4 separate regions of the Mus musculus genome follow, and regions 1, 2 and 3 are each linked to region 4. Evidence: chromatin contacts called from public promoter capture Hi-C data. All regions are on one chromosome and are shown on one strand. Each heading gives the region's core, a stretch centred on a gene start, on an enhancer-like site or on the middle of the called end of the contact. The rest is flanking DNA. Distances are from core to core; before and after follow the strand shown.

Region 1 (4,753 bases), core at 2,049-4,548, 1.0 Mb after region 4:
GCAGGCCACTCTCTCCAGTGGGGATAGAGTGAGCCAGGCTGCTTCAGAGGTACAAACCCATCTTTAATCCCCTGCTATATAAGTGTGTGTGTGTGCGCGTGTGCGTGTGTTAGCATTCTCTTTCCATTCGATTGTCAAGGCTTCCAGTCTACTGTATCTATCCAGCATTAAAGCACTTTTGCTTTCCAATATCCTGCCTTCTGTATGCTAGGCAGGTGCTCTGCCACTGAGGCACAATCCCAGCCCCAGTGTGAGTTCTTTTAGATTTGTTGCCATCAGCCTGAGGCTCTCCTGCAGCTCCCCCGTTCGACCTTTTACTAATGACACAGAAATCTAAGATACACACACGACACGACCACAAAAATAAGACAGTATAAGAACACAATCGAACCAAGTGCTGAGTTGCTATGAGAACAGAAGACAGAACGTGCCTAATGTCTCACCTCTATGGTTCCCCCACAATACTCCTGGGACAGTTCAATAGTTGCCCTCTGCCAACCAATCTTGTTCTAAAGCAGCACTGTCAAGAAGACCTTCTACTATGAGAAAAACATTTTATATCGTTGCCATCCCACATACAGAAGCTGGCTGGCTGTACTTGAAATAGGGTTAGTCGATTCTTGAGATCCCATTTTACTACATGGAAGCCAATTTAAATATAAATGGCTACATGTGGCCAGCGGCTATTCAATTGAACATCCGGTTTTCGAGATTTTTACAAAACAGCCAACAACAGTTTTCTATCTTTTTTTTTTTTTTTTTTTTTTTTTTTTTTGGTGGAAAGTGCCCAAAAAAACCCAAACAAACAAAAAATCCAAAACTTGTGAGAGAGGAGCTCAGGAAGCCAGGAGAGGGTAGGGATGTGGAGATCACCTATTAAATCGTCAATTCCACTTCCTGCAGTCACATTGATAGAAATTATCCCAAAGGGCAAAACTGACCAAAGGGGATTCATGGTGCAAACCATCGAAAGCCAGAGTGAGCAAATGTGCTGCTCTGGGTGCCTGGGTTTGAGCAGTGATACGTAGGCTTCTCAAAGGAGCGTGCACAGCAGGGGAATCTGTGCCACACATATGAACACACGCCAATGAGGCTCGGAAAGGCAAAGGCGCTGCATACAAATGTTCCATCTTACTGTCAGCAGGCAAGAAGGCAGAGTTGTGCCTGGTGGCCCAATGAACAGCTCACTTTTCAGATACTCTGTTCCAACTCCATTTGGGAGCAGACTGAATAGAAGCTGAGAAAACCGGAGTAGTTCTAGGTGAAGTGGGCTCCTGAATAATTTCTCTGAAAAGACGTGGTGCTCAAGAGCATACTCAGCATGGTCAGAAATGTCAAGAGAGTGTGCGCACTGGGGCCAGCTGCCACTTGTTTGAACAAGCCTGATGCCCCATCTCTTTCCAGATGGGGGTGGGTTTGGCCATTTGCTGTAGAAAATAAAACAAAACAAAACAAAAAACCCTTACACCCAGGGCTGCCTCCAATAAACAAGGAACTGAATTGATTGGCCTTTATGGGGTACGGGTTGGTAGAACTTACCAAACATGCAAAAGCACCGAGTTTTATTAACACAACTTAGACACCCAACCTGCTACAAGACAGCATACCATGAACACTTTGAAAACAACTCCCAAAGCTCATATGCTTTCAGGTTTAAGTTAGACACTGTTACTTCCACTTAACCAGTGGAAAAACTTAAGGCACAAACATTCCCTGGTCATTACTGTGTCACATACAATGCTGATGAATATCATCCAGGGTCCACAGATTTATCCCCAAAGGTTAAGTAAGAAAAGCAATGGAAGAAACTTGAAAACCGGATGGTTAGGTCACACTCAGCACAGCGAGCCTGCATCTAGCAATGGTTTACATTAAGAGATTAAAACATCACATAGCCGTAGATTACACAACACCATGCTTGTCAGGCAGTAACTTGCCACTCTCTGGTTGTAGGATGGACTCCCCTGTAAGAATTAAAACACTCTGAAGGCCTCACGTTGGGTGTCATTGGTCTAAAATAGATAGGATTTGTTTGTTTGTTTGAGGGAGAGTCTCACTTTGTAGCCTAGGCTGGCCCCAAACTCCATATGTCCCAGAGGCTGGCCTTGAATTTGCAATCCTCCCACCTCTGTTTCCTGGGATTAGATGAGTGATCTGTCTTAAGTTAATTAGTTTTAACAGCTATCCCAGATGACTATAATAACCAGCCTGCATTAGGGATATATGTCAGAAGAAAACAAACTGGAGGACGGACTCAACATCTTGTTGGTGGCGCTCAACCTTCCTAATGGTTTAATACAGTTTCTCTTGTTGTGGTGACCCCCCAAGCAGAAGGTTATTTCGTTGCTACTTTATAACTATAATTTTACTTGTTATGAATTACAAAGTAACTATCTGATAGGAGACCCCTGTGGGGGGAGAACCGCCATCTTAGGCGATAGTGTGTTTCTTGGGTTGTTGGCTATTATTAAAAGAAAAATAAATGATGAAATGGGTCTAAGTGCCTATGGTCACTCTTTATCTGTCCAAGGGCTCCTTCCTTGTTCTACACTGTCCAGGAGGTAAGAGATTGGTCCTGAGCATCACCGATGGCAGGATGGAGGGGGAACTGGAGGAGAGAGCCAGGGGGAGAGAGTGGAGGGGTGGCAGGGCTTGTGAGAAGGCCATGGGAAGCCAAGGGTGGCCCCAGCCCTCACCTGCATCGTAGAAGGCATCGAGCACGGCCGTCTCCCCGAAGTCGAGCTCCCCGAAGGGGACGGAGGTGAGGTGGGCGCCCTCGGCTTCGCAAGCCCGAAGCAGGCACTTGAGCGCCCCGGCCTCGGGGCCGCCGCCGGCGGCTGCCCCCTGCGAACTTTCGCTGCGCACGTAGACAGCCCGCAGAGCCCGGCGTGGCCCGCGCCCGCCCTCGGCCTCGCCGCCCGCCGCGTCCCCCGTGCTCTCGGGCTCCGCCAGCCCCGCCGCGCCCTCGGGCCCCGGGGGCAGCCTGCCCTGGGGCGGCTCGCCGGCTTCCTCCGGAGCCTCGGCAGGGACTGGCCCGCCGCCGCCGCCGCTGCCGCCGCCGCCCTCCATGTGACTGGCCCGCGGGGCTGGCGGCTTCGAAGCCCAGGTGCTCTTCCCCGAGACACCTGCTGCACAGGCGGATGACGGACGGGCGGACCGGAGGACGGACGGCGGCCGCAGGGAGCCGGAGCAGGGGGCGGGCGCAGAGGCCGGGGCGGGCAGGTGACCACGGGTTCTCCGGCGGCCGGCGGAGCGGAGCTCAGGGCCGGCTTGCCCCGAGCGCCCTTTGAAAGCCCGCGAGAAAGAGGCGGGGGCTCCGACGTCAGGACGGGCGGAGGGGGCGCTGCCGAGAGCCTCGGGGCAGCAACGCCAAGGGCGCCCCCTGCCGGCTCCCCCGCGCAGCGCCCCCAGCCCGGACGCCGGCCGAGGCGAGGATTGCAGGGCTCAGCTCGATTTGGCTCTCCTTGGGTCCTCCCCTCGTTCTTCCTTTGAACTACTGTTACAAACTCGTTTCCTTGGCTTCCTTCCTTTTTTCCTTCCTTCGTTCTTTCCTTCTTTCCTCCCTCCCTGACTTCCTCCCTTTCTTCCTTCCTTCCTTCATTCCTTCCTCCCTCCCTTTCTCTATCTTTCCTCCCCCTCTTTTTTTTTCTTTCATCATTTTTCCCCGCCCCCACGCCTGCCCACCAAACAAGTTGAAGCTTTCAACCACAGTAGACTTTCAAGGCACTAATTGGATATTGATAATCAGTTCCAAACTAAGTGCACATGCAGCTTTAACTCTACATCAGGAGGATGAGCAATGCCTCATTTGGCACTCGCCACTGTCCAGGACATAACCTCCCTGAGCCCTGTCTTGCAGCCTTATTTGTCTTGACTTTGGTAGTGACCTTGACAAGGTATGGGGAGGGTGCTGGCAAGCCAACATTTGTTTGCCTGGGAAATACACTCCCGTAAAAGTGCGCTGCCTACCTGACCTCTGAAATACTAAGGCTCCAAAGAGGTCTCCACTGCATCTCTGCAGCTCACCATTTTAGTCTCCAGCATTACATTATATTTAAACAATAAAATGCACTACAAGTTGTCATGTGGTGGTGGAGTTGTCTTTTTAACAGCTGCTTCTAGGTATAATTTACAAACCACCTAGAACAAAATGGCTGGCTGGATCTTTAGTGTAGTCCCAGTTCTGTGTCCATCACGACAACTTTTAGAATGCCTGAACACTCCACTACCCACCCCACCTGCACCCCCACTACCTTTTAGAAATCACTTTTTATTCCGTCCTCTGAAATAACCAGCCCTTAGCAAACCATCAGCCCTGGCTCTCTATTTGCCTTGTCTGTACATTTCCTATACTGGATGGAATCAAAGTGTGAAAATGGGTTTTCATTTGCTTTGTATTCAGTGCTAAGAGGAGAATGTCTGGGTTGCATGAAGGATATGTTTAACCTTTGAAGAAATTCACTGCTTTCCAAAGTGGTTGCATCATTTCGCATTCCCATGGAAGTGTAGAAGTGTTCCATTTCCTCTATAACCCCAGCAACACTTGTGACTGTCTCTTTCTTCATTACAGCTCCTAGTGGGTACTAGAACTCATTCTGATTTCGAGTTGCAATTCCCTGTTGGCTAAAGGTGATCAGCATCTTGTTCTACACTCCTGTCTCATTCATGTAACTTCTTTGGAATATTATCTATCTAGGCCATTTGCCAACTTTTTAATTGTTTTGTTTTGTCCATGCAAGTGCATGCACGCATT
Region 2 (5,012 bases), core at 2,291-4,790, 1.6 Mb after region 4:
GTTTCTGAGTTCGAGGCCAGCCTGATCTAGAGTGAGTTCCAGGACAGCCAGGGCTTCACAGAGAAACCCTGTCTCGAAAAACAAAAACACAACACAACAAAGCACAACAAAACAAAACGAGACCCCCCCCCACCCCTTTCTTTGGGCTGGAGAGATGGCTCAGTGGTTGAGAGCACTGACTGCTCTTCCCGAGGTACTGAGTGCAATTCCCAGCAAGTACATGGTGGCTCACAACCATCTGTAATGGGATCAGATACCCTCTTCTGGTGTGTCTGAAGACAGCTACAGTGTACACATATAAAATAAATAAATCTTAAAAAAAAAAGGCCAGCCCCCCTTCAGAAAGCTATATGTAGTATACATGCCTGTAATCCCAACACTGAGAGGACTAAAGCAATAGGTATCCCCCTCAATTCAAGGCCAGCCTAGGTTACATAGTAAGTTGGGCTACATAGAAAGTAAAGGGAAGGGGATGGGGATAAGGAAAAGGGGGAAAGAAAGTGAAGAATCCCTCCTTAGGGGGAAGAAGACTATCAAGTTTCCCTCATATGTAGAACCTAGATTCAAAACTACCCGTGTAAAGAACATGAAAACTGGGATATTTGCGAAGGTGACCAGTGAGGTGGGAGGAAGACAAGGGAGAGTGATCAGGAATATGAAATGTCATAATGGAACCTGCTTTTCTGTACACTAACTAAAAAACACAAGTTAGAAATTAAGAATGAGACTAAGTGGTCAGGGTGCACGCCTTTAATCCCTGCATATGGCAGGCAGAGGCAGGAAGATCTGAGTTCAAGGCTAGCCTGATCTACAGAGTGAGTTCCAGGGCAGCCGGGGCTACACAGAAACCCTGTCTCGAAAACCAAAAAGAGCTCAGCAGTTAAGAGCACTGACTGCTCTTCGAGAGTTCAATTCGCAGCAACCACATGGTGGCTCACAACCATCTGTAATGGGATCTGATGCCTCTTCTGGGGTGAGAGAAGACAGAGCACTCATATACATAAAATACATGAACAAATAAATCTTTAAAACATTAAACATGGGACTGGGAAGAAAGCTTAGTGAGTAAAGTCCTTGCCATGCAAGTACTAAGCTCGATCGCAGACCCCATGAAAAAGTTCAATATGGTAGAATGTGCTTGTAAGCTAGCACTGGGGAGCCTGGAAAAGGTGGGTCCTTGGGGCTCCTTGACAAGCCAGCATGACCAAAACCCTGAGTTCTAAGCCAGTCAGAGACTTAGCTTCAAAAAAACCAAATGGAAAGTGCCTGAGGAATGAGACCTAAATTGAACCTGTGAACTCTACAAGCTCATCCCCACACAGCCACAGGAAACTGCAACTCACAAGTATACACACAGAAGAAAAACAAAACTTTAGTCAGAAATGCTGGTGATGGGAAACGGGAACATGAATTCATGCCCAATATGGGTTATATAGCATCACATAAACCTGTCTCCATCCCATCCCTGTTGAAATAAAGTTTAAAAAAATCCGTTTTCTTTCACACAACTATTAAGAATGACCTCTAAATGGTTATAACAGGCTATATATTTAAAACCTAGAATTATTTTAGGAATTCCAAAATAAAACTAGTGTCCACATTGCAACTGAGCAATAGGAAAAAGAACTGCCCCCTAAATTCCTTCAAGTTAATTAAAATCCCAGATAAACTGGACATCCGACAATACAGCCCTTTCTCTACCACAAGAAACATCAAAATAATCTATTATTTCAAATCCCCACCAAACAAAAATGTAAACTCAAAAAACATCTAATGTTTTACTGCATGGAATCCCCTTTACCACAGAGAGCAGACTCCGATGTGTGGGTTCTGGGTTCTTATCAGATATGGCCTTTCTCAAGCAAAAGGAATGAAAATATAAGTCTAGACTTAAAGGGCAGGTATTATCACTATCCTGTAATGTCTTACTAAGTTGTGCATTTAATAACACACGAGAACACAAACTAGAAATCAATTTAGCCTTCCTTTCCCTTCTATGAATGATGCAACAGACAGATCAGTAAGATAGTCCCCTCTATCCCAACAAAAAGAACTGTTCAAGTGACTAAGGCAGCATCTTCAAGCTGGTCATGCTGACTTGAAGGCTCACGGGAATCCAGATCAACGTAAGGTAAAGAGCCAGATCCTGTCTCAAAACGAAGAAACACATAAACAACCCACACGCCCGTTCAGTTGATGTCCTTCCTCTTTCCCCCTCCACCATATAGGAAATACTCCACGATGCGATAATTCCCAAATTCTACAAATTGTGTGAGGGTTTATTTTTTTCTTTTCGTTCGAATGTTAAACTGCAATGAAAGATGGAATATAGAATTAGTTCTCATTATTAACATTTAAAAAAAATGTCGCCAGGAAAATTGGAATGAAATGCTTTTCCTCACTGCGTATACCTCCGCACCACCTGCAAGTACACAGAAGGTTAGCCCCAGAACCAGAAGACGCAGGCGCTTATCACGTTCTTCCCAGCGTCCTCACCATGTTCCGTCCCCTTGGGCAGAAGGAACAGGGACCCACATCCCCACACCCCTTGGCGACAGCTCTCAGCTGCAGTCCCGTGGGCTAGAACACTCAATCGCCACGCAGTCACGTACCAGAAAGGGCAGCGGCAGGGGCCAGACGCCCCAGTAGGGAAACCACTACCTCAGCGACTTCAGGGGGGGGGAGGGGTCGTCGTCTCAGCAGTCGCGTGTGGCCCTGCTCCCTTTATGAACCGTCGCTGCCCCCGCGGGCGATGCGACATTATTTTCCCAACCCCGAGAGGCCAAGTAAACCGCAAAGCTGGGCCACCTTGGTGGCTGGCTGTGGCTTCCCCGTCTGCGCGCCTTAGGATGGAGGGTGGGAGCCAGCGAGGCAGCGAGCCAGCCGCAATCCCTGTAGTCCAAACACCTCAGCGGGCCCCCGCACCCACAGGGTCGCCATCCCGGAACCCCCTCCTCCGGTGCCGAGCCATACCTCGGGGACAGCCGTGGCCAAGGATACCCGCTCCTCCGCTCTCCAGCCACCCCCCACAAACTCGCCCACGCAAACACGCCAAGCCCGAGGGGACCCCGCCACCTGCCGAAAGAGAGACGCAGCCTGAAGTCCCCCAGGGCAGGTTGACCTAGGCCCCCGGAAAGGGCGACCGGGCGACAGCCCTTGGCCGCCCCGCCCCCCCCGGGGGTCCTCAGCGCGGCCTGCCCAGTGCTCCCCGGCCCTTACCTGCGGACCGCGGGGTGGACTGGGAGGCTCTCCCGGAGGCCGCTTCCGCGGACTTGGCCAGCAGCAGCGACAAGCCCTTGGCAGCCCCTTCCGAGGGGACTCCGGCTCCTCCGCCACCGCCACCGCTGCCGCCGTACCCGCCGCCGCCGCCGCCGCCGCCACCGCCGCCGCCGCCGTTCCCACCGCTGCGCTCCATCGGGATGCGCGGGCTGCACAGGCGCACTGTCTGGCCCGCCCGCTGTGTCGCACCGGCCCCGCGCGGGTCCGCATGCGCACGCGGCCTCCCACCTTGCGCGCCGGCCTCCCTCTGCCCGGGCTCGCCGCACCGGACCCTCCCGCACTCGCCGGTGCGTCACTGCTCAGCCGGCGCAGGCGTGCGCGCGCCAAGGGACCGCACGGGCTCCGCGCTCCCGGCTCGCAGCCCCTCGGGCTGCTGTGAAAGGCGCACCCGGGGCGCCGAACGTGCGCGCGCAGTGTCCGCTCCACAAGTCCTCACGGCTCAGCATCCCCAGTGTCCGCACACACCACACCTGGCGCGCTTCTTCTTAAGAGTTTACAAAAGGCTTCTTTGCACACTCGGTTTAAACACGCTTCCACACACTCGTGCACACATCCACTTAAAGTTTCTCACACACCTTGCACACATCTGACGCGCGCGCACGTGTTCACACTGTCTCTCTGCACAAAAACAGCCCTGCAGCTCCTAGTGCCCGTTCATAGCTAGGTTTTCTGGTTGTCACCACATGGGCCAGTGCCACATGCATGTGCAGATGCCATAGGGCCATAGGATCCATTTTACCGCAATGAGGTTTCAGTTCATTTCTTTCTTTCTTTATATATTTGCCAAATATTCATCCTATAAAATAATGCATTTCATCATCCATTTTCATATGTCTGTTATGTGCTTCAAGAGGGTGGTAGTGACAATTTTTCTGGTGTTTGTTTTGTTTTGTCTGTTTTATGTTTTGTTTTTCAAGACAGGGTTTCTCTGTGTAGCCCTGGAGGTCCTGGAACTCACTCTGTAGAACAGGCTGGCCTCGAACTCAGAGATCTCCTGGCTGTGGCTCCTGAATGCTGGGATTAAAGGCATGTGCCACCACTGCAGAGCTAGTGGGGAGTGATTTTGAGACAGGGCCTTATAGTACATCCCAGGCCTGGTCTGGCCTCTAACTCATGACAACCATCCTGTCTCAGTCTCTCAAGTCTTGGGATTACAGGCATGAGTTACCACAGCCAACCTTATCCTGCCCTTTGATCATATTGTCACTCTCATCACCCTCTTTTGTCCTCTCCTCTCTCTCGCCAGACCCTTTCCTCTTCCCTAAAAATCTCCTTTCTATTTCCCCATCATATACGTGTGAGCTTTAAATACAATTTTAAAATGTAGATTCTGCGTGTCCTATGTTCGTTTTGATTTGTGCAGTCTCATTCTGTAGCTTAGGCTGGTATGAAATTAGATTGATAGCTCTCAAGCTCTGGAGGCAATCAAGTCTGATGCCCCAGCCTCCAGAGTGCTAGAATTAGAAAAATAAAGAACCATGCTGGACTTAGATTTGTCTTTTTGTTTATTTGTTTGTTTGTTTGTTTTAGGGATGAAGAGGAAATGATCCCATGTAGCCTAGGCTGGCCTTGAACTCACTATGTAAAAGAGACCTTCTGCTCCAGCCTCCTGAATTCTGAGATTCAAGGCCTTCACTACTATGCTTGGCTACATTTTTTTTTCTTTCTGAGTCTGACTTACTTTGCTCAACACGATCTCCATTTTCATACATTTTCCAACAAATAACCTAATT
Region 3 (4,778 bases), core at 1,661-4,160, 1.5 Mb after region 4:
TGGTTTGTTTGTTTGTTTGTTTGTTTTGCTGTTGTTATTTCAAGACAGGGTCTCACTCTATAGCTCTGGAGCTCACTATGTAGATCAGGATGGCCTCAATCTCACAGAGAGATCTATCTGCCTATGTCTATTCCTTAGTGCTGGAATTAAAGGCATGGCCCACTACACCTATTAAAACAGGGTCTTAGAGACAGGTGGATTTCTGAGTTCGAGGCTAACCTGGTCTACAGAGTGAGTTCCAGGATAACCAGAACTACACAGAAAAAGCCTGTCTTGAAAAAAAAATTAAATCAAGGTCTTAATAGTGCCTAGACTGGCCTCAAACTTCTGCTTCTCAACCAAACTTTGTCCCACATACCTGTAATCCAAACACTCAAGAGCCTGAGGCAAACATGAGCTAAGCAGTGGCATCCTGCTTGACAAAAAACTAAAACAAAAAACAAAAAAACTGAGGGCTAGTGATACAGCTAAACTGGTACAAAGTGATTACCTGGCATGTAGGAAATCCTGAGCTCAATTCACAGCACTGCAAGAAACACACACCTCACACATGATTTTGCAATCTTTTTGTCTTTACCTTTTGAGTTCTGGCAATACAAATCATGGCTTCAAACATGCTAGACAAGTACTCTACCAATGCTATTCCATACCTAGCCCCAGAATAGATTTCAAAAACTAGACCTTTTAGAAATATGTATGTCCTTGTGTGTGTGTGTGTGTGTGTGTGTGTGTGTGTGTGTGTGTGTATGCCCAAGAAGAGCAGAGAAATAGATCTTTTTCAGTAGCTCTCTACGTAACTTTTTTTTAAGACAGGAATCTTTTATACCACCTGAAGTTCACCATTTCAGCTTATCTGAATGGTTAGCCAGCCTCAGAAACTCTCCTGTCTGTTTCTTGAGAGCTGGAATTAGAGATAAATACTTTGCTGCTGGCTTTTTATTCAGGTACAAGGGATCTTAACCCCAGTTCTCATGATTCCACAGCAAGTATTACTGACTGGGCCATTTTCCCCAGCTCCAAAAGTTTACATTTAAAATTTTTGTGCTTCAAGATGCTTCTGTGCGCCGGGTGTTGGTGGCCCATGCCTTTAATCCCAGCACAAGGGAGGCACAGGCAGAGGCAGGTGGATTTCTGAGTTCGAGGCCAGCCTGGTCTACAGAGTGAGTTCCAGGACAGCCAGGGCTACACAGAGAAACCCTGTCTCAAAAAAACAAAAAAAAAATGCTTCTGTGCTCTGAAATTTTTACAAGAAAGTAAAACCTGCAGTAAGTAAGACAAAGTATGTGAAATATACTTTCATAAATGTCTCATATGACCCTAAAAGGTAAGACACACATTATAATCCCTTGTTCATTGCTGAGGAAATACCTTAGAAAAAGTTAAGTGATTTGGACAAGGTAATCAGATATAATTCAAGTAAGTCATAACTTCAAACTTTGTTCACTTAGAAAAACCCTTACTAACTTGTTTTATTTTTTTTAGAACACGGAGTAACTGGGAAGCTGAACTGCTATCAATAACCGAGGAAAATAAAACAAACATGACTGGCATGCACCTGCAACCCTGGCATTTAGGGGCCAGAGACCGGGAGTCAGAAACTCAAGGCTATCCTTGGCTACACTGTGAGTTCAAGACCATCCTTTCTTTAAAGACTCCCTTTTTTTAAAAAAAAGGAAGAAAAAAAGAAAGCCTCAACATAAATGAACAAACAAGCCTTTTAAAGTTTTGGACCTGTTCACATCTAGGGAAAAAGAAAAGTTTAAATATGCCAGGCCTGGCCACGCAGGCCTATAATCTACTCAGGATGGAGAGTGGGTACAAAGTTCGAGGACTGCCCAGCCTGACCAATAGAATGAGTTAAACAGCATCCTGTGTTGAGTGAGACTCTATCTCAAAAGGTACATAGCTCTACGGTGGAGTGCTTGCTTGCCATGGGGAAGGGCCTAGCTTTTCTTTCCAGGCTTATAAAAGAAAAGAAAAGTTAAAAAGGTAGCCTGACCGGAAGCCTCGAGGGCCCTATTTTCTCCTGGCCGTTTGGAATGTGTTCCAGAGAAGCAGTCACTCAAGGTGTAACTCAAAAAAAAAAAAAAAAACAAAACAAACAAAAAAAAAAAAGCATATTTCGAGGGCTAAGTTTCTCTAGGGCGGTCCTGACCGGTGGCCCAGTTGACTGAATTCCTCCCAGGGAGGTCTGCGCTAGCTAACTAGCCTTTGACCTTGTCCGCGGAGGATGCGGCTCCCGAGGCCAGAGCATCTTTGGCGGACAAAGCCGGGAGCATCGCTCCGCTCCGGAGGGCTCCGCGTCCTCGGGCTTCAGCCTCCCGGCACCGCCCCCTCCCTGGTCCCCGGGGACCCACGCGGCAGGAGCCTGGCGCCGCCACCTGCCCGCCGCCGTGGGCGGGCAGACCTGGGGGTTGGGGGGGGGGGCGGGCAGGTGCCCGAGCTGGCGGCGGCTCAGGAATAGCACCGGCGGGGACAGCCTCAGAACCCACCCCCCCTCAGGGCAGAGAGCCAAGCGGGCGCGCCAAGGGAGCCTGAGCCTCGAGGGGCGGCAGCCGCTTAGGGAAGGCGCTGGCCCCAGCGTGAACCGGAGAAGGGATGAGGTCCCCGGAGAAGCCAAGTCCGCCCGCAGTCCCGTTCCCGCCCGCCACCGTGAGAACCGCCACTCGTGGGCGAAGGACACACCCTCCCTCCTTCCCAGGCTCGGGCTTCCTCACTCTGCCCACTCCCCGGACCGCTCACCCCTCAGAGAAGTCGTCACCAGAGCCCGTCGCTGTCGCTGTCGCCGTCGCCGAAGCCTCCGCCGCTACAGCCGCCGCCGCTGTTGCTGCTCCCTCACCGCCTCGCCCGTCGCGCAGCTCCCGCCTCCTGCTCCAACCAGCACCCAGCTCTCCCCGCGGGCCGGGACCCGGAACCACTTCCTTCCGGAATGGTCTGGTCCCAACCCCCTCTGGCCCCGCCCACAGTGTCCGCCTCCCGCCCAAACTTGCCTTCAAGGAGGAGAAGCTCGGGTCCAGCCCCGCCCAGACGGCGCCCGCGGGCTCTCTAGCGCCCTCTGCTGGCTGCGCTCTCCCACGGTTCCCTGAGAGACTAAAGTGCGCTCGCGAGTTGATCTGGCTAGAAGGAAGAGAAGCACCCCAGGTGGTGCAAGTCTGGGACTCTGGAGTTGAGGATCGCGGCCTAGAAGTCAGCCCTCAACTTGGTTCCCTTGATCTTCCTGCCTTGTGTGCAGTATCCGCAGATAGAGGCAGAGGTATCGGCCAAGGTTTTTTTTTGTTTTTGTTTTTGTTTTTTTTTTTTTTTGGTTTTCGAGACAGGGTTTCTCTGTATAGTCCTGGCTGTCCTGGAACTCACTTTGTAGACCAGGCTGGCCTCAAACTCAGAAATCTGCCTGCCTCTGCCTCCCGAGTGCTGGGATTAAAGGCATGCGCCACCACTGCCCGGCTAGCGTCTAGCTCTTTATGTGGCCCATCTATATATCTGAGCCTGCTTCTCCTTGACCTCTGTCCCCACCTATTTAATTTGCAACCAATCATCCAACTTTTCACCATTTCCCATAGCCTCAAATGAAGGGTCTGCTTGGAAAACGGGACCTTCTGAGCTTTCCAAATGGGTTAATGGTCCCAATAAATACCAACCCCTCTCTGCTCTCCTCTCTTTTATATTTTCTTATTTTCTTCTCTTTCTCCTTTCTCTCTACCCTCATTTTCCTCCTCTTTTGTGCCTATAGTGCTCTGTTTGTATGTCCATGTATACTTCCCCTGTGTGGGGTGTGGGGGGAGGTCAAAGGGCAACCTCAGGTGTCATTCCTTGAGAAGGATTGTCCACCTTTGTTTAGGGTGACAGGGTTTCTCACTGGCCTGGAACGTTCCAAGTAGGCTAAGCTGGCTGGCTAGCAAGTCCCAGGAATCTGCCTAGCTCTGCCTCCCCACTACTGGAGTTCCAAGCATGTGCCACCATGCCTGTCTCTTTTTACACAAGGTCTAGGGCTCTGACTCAGGTCCTGATCCTTGCAAAGCAAGCACTATAGTAATAAATCTATCTCCCTAGGATCGCCACCCCCCCACCCCCATTTATCACTCTCTGCCTGCTGTATCTAGAGGGAACCCAGGACCGTGCACTCGGTGTGCAAGCATGCTAGCAAGAAGCTCTCATAACACACACAAACACATACACAACTGCAAAAGAAGGATTTGTTAGAGTAGGACCCACATTCGATCCTGGATAATCCAAACAATGACTATTGGCCCCCGGAAGAAGCAAAACTACGTTAGCTATGCAGTCCAAGAAAGCTGGAAGTCTCAGAAGAAGTGGCATCTGTAATTGCCTACAAGCTTCTTAGAGAGTCTCTGTGTGAGTTAGTGTTGAGACGCTAAAGACTCTGGAATCTGGTGGCCACAGAACATGCCGTGGCCATTAGACGTATCTGCTGAAGAAGTATAAAGCTTGCACACGCTGGCTAGGAATCTTCATTTCTCCACCTTTTTTCCTTTGGAGCCCCAGGCCTATTGGGATGTTGCCACCCACATTCAGAACAGCTACATTCCCCCTCAATTGCTCTCCTGCATGTCAATCATCTCTGACAACACCCCCACAGATACACCCAGAAGTGTGTCACTAGGCATCTCAATCTAGTCAGGTTGACAGATCATGACAAACACATTTTAAGCTACCCACAATCCCACTATTCAACTGCCTTACAGGGAATACAAATGATAGGAACTGCTTCTTCAACTTGAGTGTATATCAGACTCACACAGAGGCTCTTCTTGTTGGGG
Region 4 (4,471 bases), core at 280-2,779:
GGTCACAGCACTGTGATTTTGCAACTGGAGGAGGCAGGAGCCTCTGCAAAGCCTGACTCCATTTTCCCTCACTGTTAATTCCCTGCTCCTACCTGGAAAATTTTCTAATATGCTTCCTGAGAAAGTGGGTGCCTTCAATTGACTATGAAATATTCACCACGTTATGAAAAAGAATAATCTTGTTAGCTTGGTTTCAAGTAGACAAACCAATTGTATAGCTACCAGATTGAAGACAGGAGTAGATTAAATGGATTTTATCCAAGATATCTATTTTCTATTACAAAAAAATTAATTTCTGACTTGGTGGCATCTTCGATGTCATGCACTGCCTATTTTCTGCCCCCAAACCCGGAAAAAAAAAAAAAACCTTTTCTTTCTCTCTGCTTTCTTTTTTAAGGTGGAAATCATGCAGCTTTTCATAGATTTGTCTGCAAGGTCTTTCATAAAAGATTTTTTTCTTAGTTAAAAAAAGTGCACTGGAACTATCTCTATCTTAACCACTAGTCATCCTCATTGGAAACTCGATTCGCGGTGGGACTTAAGATCTTTTTATTTCTACTGGTGCGGCGATGACTTCATTGTTGGTTTTTTTTTTTTTTTTAACCAGCTGGGGAATCGTGTAAAGCAGAGCAGCGTCGGACTGGAGTAGAGTTGTGGTTTGCTGCTGCAGCCCCGGCCGCCACGGTTTGCACGCGTCCAGCTGCTGTGTAAGGAATCCTCGGGCTGCCAGTTCTTTGCTCTTAAGTCACCCCAGGGAATCGCAGGCTGCGAGATGAACGTGAATATGAATGTGTTTGCGCGCGCGTGCACGCACAGCTGCAACAGTTAGGAGCAGCAATGGACTTCAATATTAAAAAAAAAAAAAACCTACGACCGAGATGAGCCATCCTTCGTCCTTTATTTTCAAGTAGTGCCCGGGCTCCCGCCCGAAATGTGGTCCCCGCCCTCCACCCACTCCGCTCACTGGTCCCCAGAGAGGGAGGCTAGGATAGCTGCGCTGCAGGCAGGATTTCCCCTTTTTTTTCTACCGCAGTGACAGGTGGATTCCCGGGCCTCCTCACCCCCCTCAACCCCCGCATCCACCCCTCTCTCAGTCACGATCTCTCCCTCCCCTTATCCTATTCCTCCCTCATTTCCCCCTCCCCACGTAAGCTCGCAGCCTGAGCCCCGCCCCTCCCAGCCTAGCAGCCCAGGTTGCTAGGGCCTGGCAGGGCAACCAAACCTGGTGCCCCAGGAGGAGCATCGCGAGCGCGCATAAGCGCGTTCGTGTAGTAGAGGGCTAGAACAAGAAATCCTGGTTCTAGGATTTTGGGGGACTCGAGAACGAGCGGCGTGGGCGGGGCGCGCGAGCCCGAACTCGAGCACGAGCGCTTTCTCTTCATTGGCGCCTATTGGTAGGCGGGGCTAAGGCGGGACCTAGCGGAATGAGAGGAGTTTGCCGATTGGGCCAAATGGGCAGACGGGGGCGGTGCGATCATCAAATTAGGCTGCGCGTTCGCTCCGGCGAGAGGGCGGGGCCGGAGGTTTCGATTACTTGTCGCTGCCGCTAGGGAAGGTAAAGCGGTGACGGCGGCCGCGAGAGTGAAGGCTTCCCCGATAGAGGTGGGGGACTCGGCAGGGTGAGTAGTTGCGTCCGCCCGTCAGGCCGTCTCATGTTGGCCGTGTGTCCACTAGCTTGTCTTTAGAGAGGGAACCCAGTCGGTCCACTTAGGAGGGTAACAGAAGGGGTAGCAGCGCAGGTCCCTGCACAACCGGGAGACACGGTGAGGGAGTCCCAAGCTGGAGTCTCCCTCGGCGATCCACCACGAGTCTCTAGGGTCTTCCCGGAAGGGCTGGGGCTGGAATTTTTGGTGCCAAGAGACAGAGGGGGCTGTGCTAGACGTATGGTAGGTCGAGGTCGGACCCCGCGGGGCTCCCCTTTGCTGCAGGTCTGCGGTGTCCCCACCCCGCTGCCCCCGTGGCCAGGGCTCTCCGGGCTTGCAGCAAGGAAAGCCCTTTTCCGCTAGCGCCGAGGAGGGCCCCCCGAAACCCCCGCCCAAGTTCCCAGAGAGCCCGGGACCCGCCGGCAGCTACGACTCTCAGCCCTGGTCCTTCTGACCTTGGCTGCCCGGGAGGGTGGGCGAGCGCCCCGCCTGCAGCCCCGCAGGTTTCTGCCACCTTCCACAGGACAAGTTTCAGGCGTTACTGTGAAGTTCACGGCTGGCGTGCTGGCAGAGAAGCAGAAATTGACCTCTTCTCAGATCTTCCTACCCTTTGGACCTTCATAGAAATTGAATCCTGGGGTTTGGAACCATCTGCCAGAACGAACAGGTCCTCGCACTGACACGTTTTTCTGTTCTCTTCTCTTCTTTTCTTTTCTTTCTTTCTTTTTCTTTTGTGCCCACGTTGGGGTAAAAAATAACCTGGGCATATTTCAGTGTAAAAGCAGATCTTTCTTGGGGGTTTTGATTTTTCGCTTCACTTGAGTTAGGCATGGCACAGATGCTTGGATAAGAAAAGCCTGACCTTAGTCAGGCTAGACAGACTAGAAGGATGCTGTGATATTTAAATAGTTGCAGATCAGTATTCTGTTAACACAATTATTTTTAATTGGCTGAAATTTAAGCTGATTTTAGAAAGTATTGACACAGAATAATTTCTTTCCGCGCATCTGATTTAGGCTTGTTTGAACGTAATGGTTATGTAGGCAGTATAAAAGATTACACAAATTAATTTGTCTGAGAGTATTTGACTGGAAAAAAGAGGCATAAATATGTATAGAATATAGGATTAGGGTTTTAGGTAACATCTGCTGGAACACTTCCAGCTTGTTTGTTTCTTGCTGTAGGGTTACAAAAAAGACATTTTGACTGAGACACTTTGGAATTTATAGACTGCATAACATTTAGATGTAAATTCGTTTTTAATTCCTTTAAGTGTATTAAAATGTTTCAGTAAAATGCAGAACGGGTGTGTTTTCTTATCCCTGTATATCTGGCGTTGAAGGGGGAGTATGATCTTACATTTAACAACCCAACTAAGATTCATTAATAATAAAAACATAAAAGGCCTACCCCCATCTTTCTGAGAATGAAGATTTAAGTACCTAACGAGCCTTTTCCTTATTAAAAGAACTATTTTGGGTTGGAGCTTTTTTGGCGTTGATGCTGGAATGGGAGTAAGGAAGCCTGCAGCAGTATTACCAGTTTGACACCACCAGTGGGTGTTTCTGTTGACAAATGCCGAGAGGAGAACAGTTGAAAAGGAAATCTTTTTTGGGTGGTGGGATGGGGTGGGGTAAGGAGGGGAGGTGAGGGGAGAAGGAGCCAGAAGAGAGAAGCTGTAAAACTAAAGCTGCCAACACTGTGTGTGCTGGGCTTTGCACAAGTACAGGGCAACCTAATTAGGGAGAAGAATACCATTTGGCTGCATTAAAGACTAGAACTCCAAAAGAGGCATACTAAATAAAGTTAACCATTCCAAGAGTGTTTACTAATCCACCATGTCTGAGTACTTGGGAAGAGGGCTTCTCTTCTGGAAAGGGCATCAAATTCTTTTGAATTGGCTTGTCTTTTGAACATAGTCAGTGCAGTGGTTCATTTGTTAGGTAGAAATAGAAAGAGTTTACTGTCCTCATTGTATGGATTTAGCAGAGCTCCTAAGCCTATTTTTTTTTTAAAAATATAATAAAAAGAACTTGGTATGTTAGAAAAAATATTCAGAAATAAAATTTCTTCCCCAGGGAGGCATTATTTTTATCACTGCTTAGTCTTATATTAATGCCTTAGGGACTCCTTAAGCACCCCTGTCAGGGTTCTGATTTTGTTGTTTATGCAAGGGTCTTGGAGTTACTTAAATCAGGGATACAGCTAGTATGCTCCCTGAGGTGGTTTTTTTTTTTTTAAGGTTTCCATTGAGAGAAATTGCAGGGACATCTCATATAAATGAAGAATAGAAGGTTGACTGATTGTGAATTAAATGCATTGTGTTCCAGATAGTCTACATCTAAGAAGAACCAGACTTTACATGGCATTTTCTGTTTTGAAGGTGTAATATTCTTACACTACAAACCTTCAGTACAGAGGTGGAAAAATCCCTCTAAGTATGCATTTTCCCCCAACCTGTTTCTCCACACTGGCTAGGAATCTATGAGAGACTCTCAGCCACAGTTGCATTGTTGAAAACGACAGCAGCTCCTCTTGCAGGGTGATTTACATTTCCGTTTACTTTATAATAGAACATTGAGCTGTAGCTGAGATATAAGCTTGTAGGAAATTTGTAAAGAAGTGAGCTGGGGAATATTTTCTTATCTGTTAACATTTTCACCCTTTTCTTCCATTTTCACAGCATTGGTGGTGATCTCCTTTATTTTAATAGGATTTTAATGTTTGGCTGTTCAAAAGTGTGCTAATATGAAATTTTATTTTTGGCAGTTAGTGTGAGAGTATGATACTCTAGTATAACAAATTGATGTCAAATAATAACATGAGTC

Evidence for each region. Promoter capture Hi-C pulls out the DNA fragments that hold promoters and counts their contacts. Capture Hi-C pulls out chosen DNA fragments and counts their contacts.
Region 1: a promoter capture Hi-C map of the SN4741 cell line shows a contact between it and region 4, with 5 times the contacts expected there. The contact joins the promoter of Map3k15 here to the promoter of Cdkl5 in region 4. A contact is called at or near these places in 4 of 39 promoter capture datasets (the SN4741 cell line, cranial neural crest, liver and 1 more), 1 of 15 datasets of contacts at CTCF or cohesin (embryonic stem cells) and 1 of 115 datasets of contacts at active chromatin or transcription factors (embryonic stem cells).
Region 2: a contact with region 4 is called in a promoter capture Hi-C map of pre-B cells. The contact joins the promoter of Map7d2 here to the promoter of Cdkl5 in region 4. A contact is called at or near these places in 2 of 39 promoter capture datasets (cranial neural crest and pre-B cells).
Region 3: a promoter capture Hi-C map of liver shows a contact between it and region 4, with 3 times the contacts expected there. The contact joins the promoter of Bclaf3 here to the promoter of Cdkl5 in region 4. A contact is called at or near these places in 2 of 39 promoter capture datasets (hippocampal neurons and pre-B cells), 1 of 115 datasets of contacts at active chromatin or transcription factors (astrocytes) and 2 of 9 other capture datasets (adipose tissue and liver).

Annotation. Positions count from the first base shown.
Region 1 is chrX:159,986,749-159,991,501 of GRCm38.p6, reverse strand. It overlaps Map3k15 (mitogen-activated protein kinase kinase kinase 15), which reads right to left and starts at 3,298. Exons shown (of 29, transcript NM_001163085.4): 1 at 2,697-3,298. The coding sequence starts at 3,069.
Region 2 is chrX:159,413,100-159,418,111 of GRCm38.p6, reverse strand. Map7d2 (MAP7 domain containing 2) reads right to left here and starts at 3,540. Exons shown (of 17, transcript NM_001081124.2): 1 at 3,220-3,540. The coding sequence starts at 3,415.
Region 3 is chrX:159,530,800-159,535,577 of GRCm38.p6, reverse strand. Bclaf3 (Bclaf1 and Thrap3 family member 3) reads right to left here and starts at 2,910. Exons shown (of 12, transcript NM_001033472.2): 1 at 2,743-2,910.
Region 4 is chrX:160,991,739-160,996,209 of GRCm38.p6, reverse strand. Cdkl5 (cyclin-dependent kinase-like 5) reads left to right here and starts at 1,529. Exons shown (of 19, transcript NM_001024624.2): 1 at 1,529-1,619.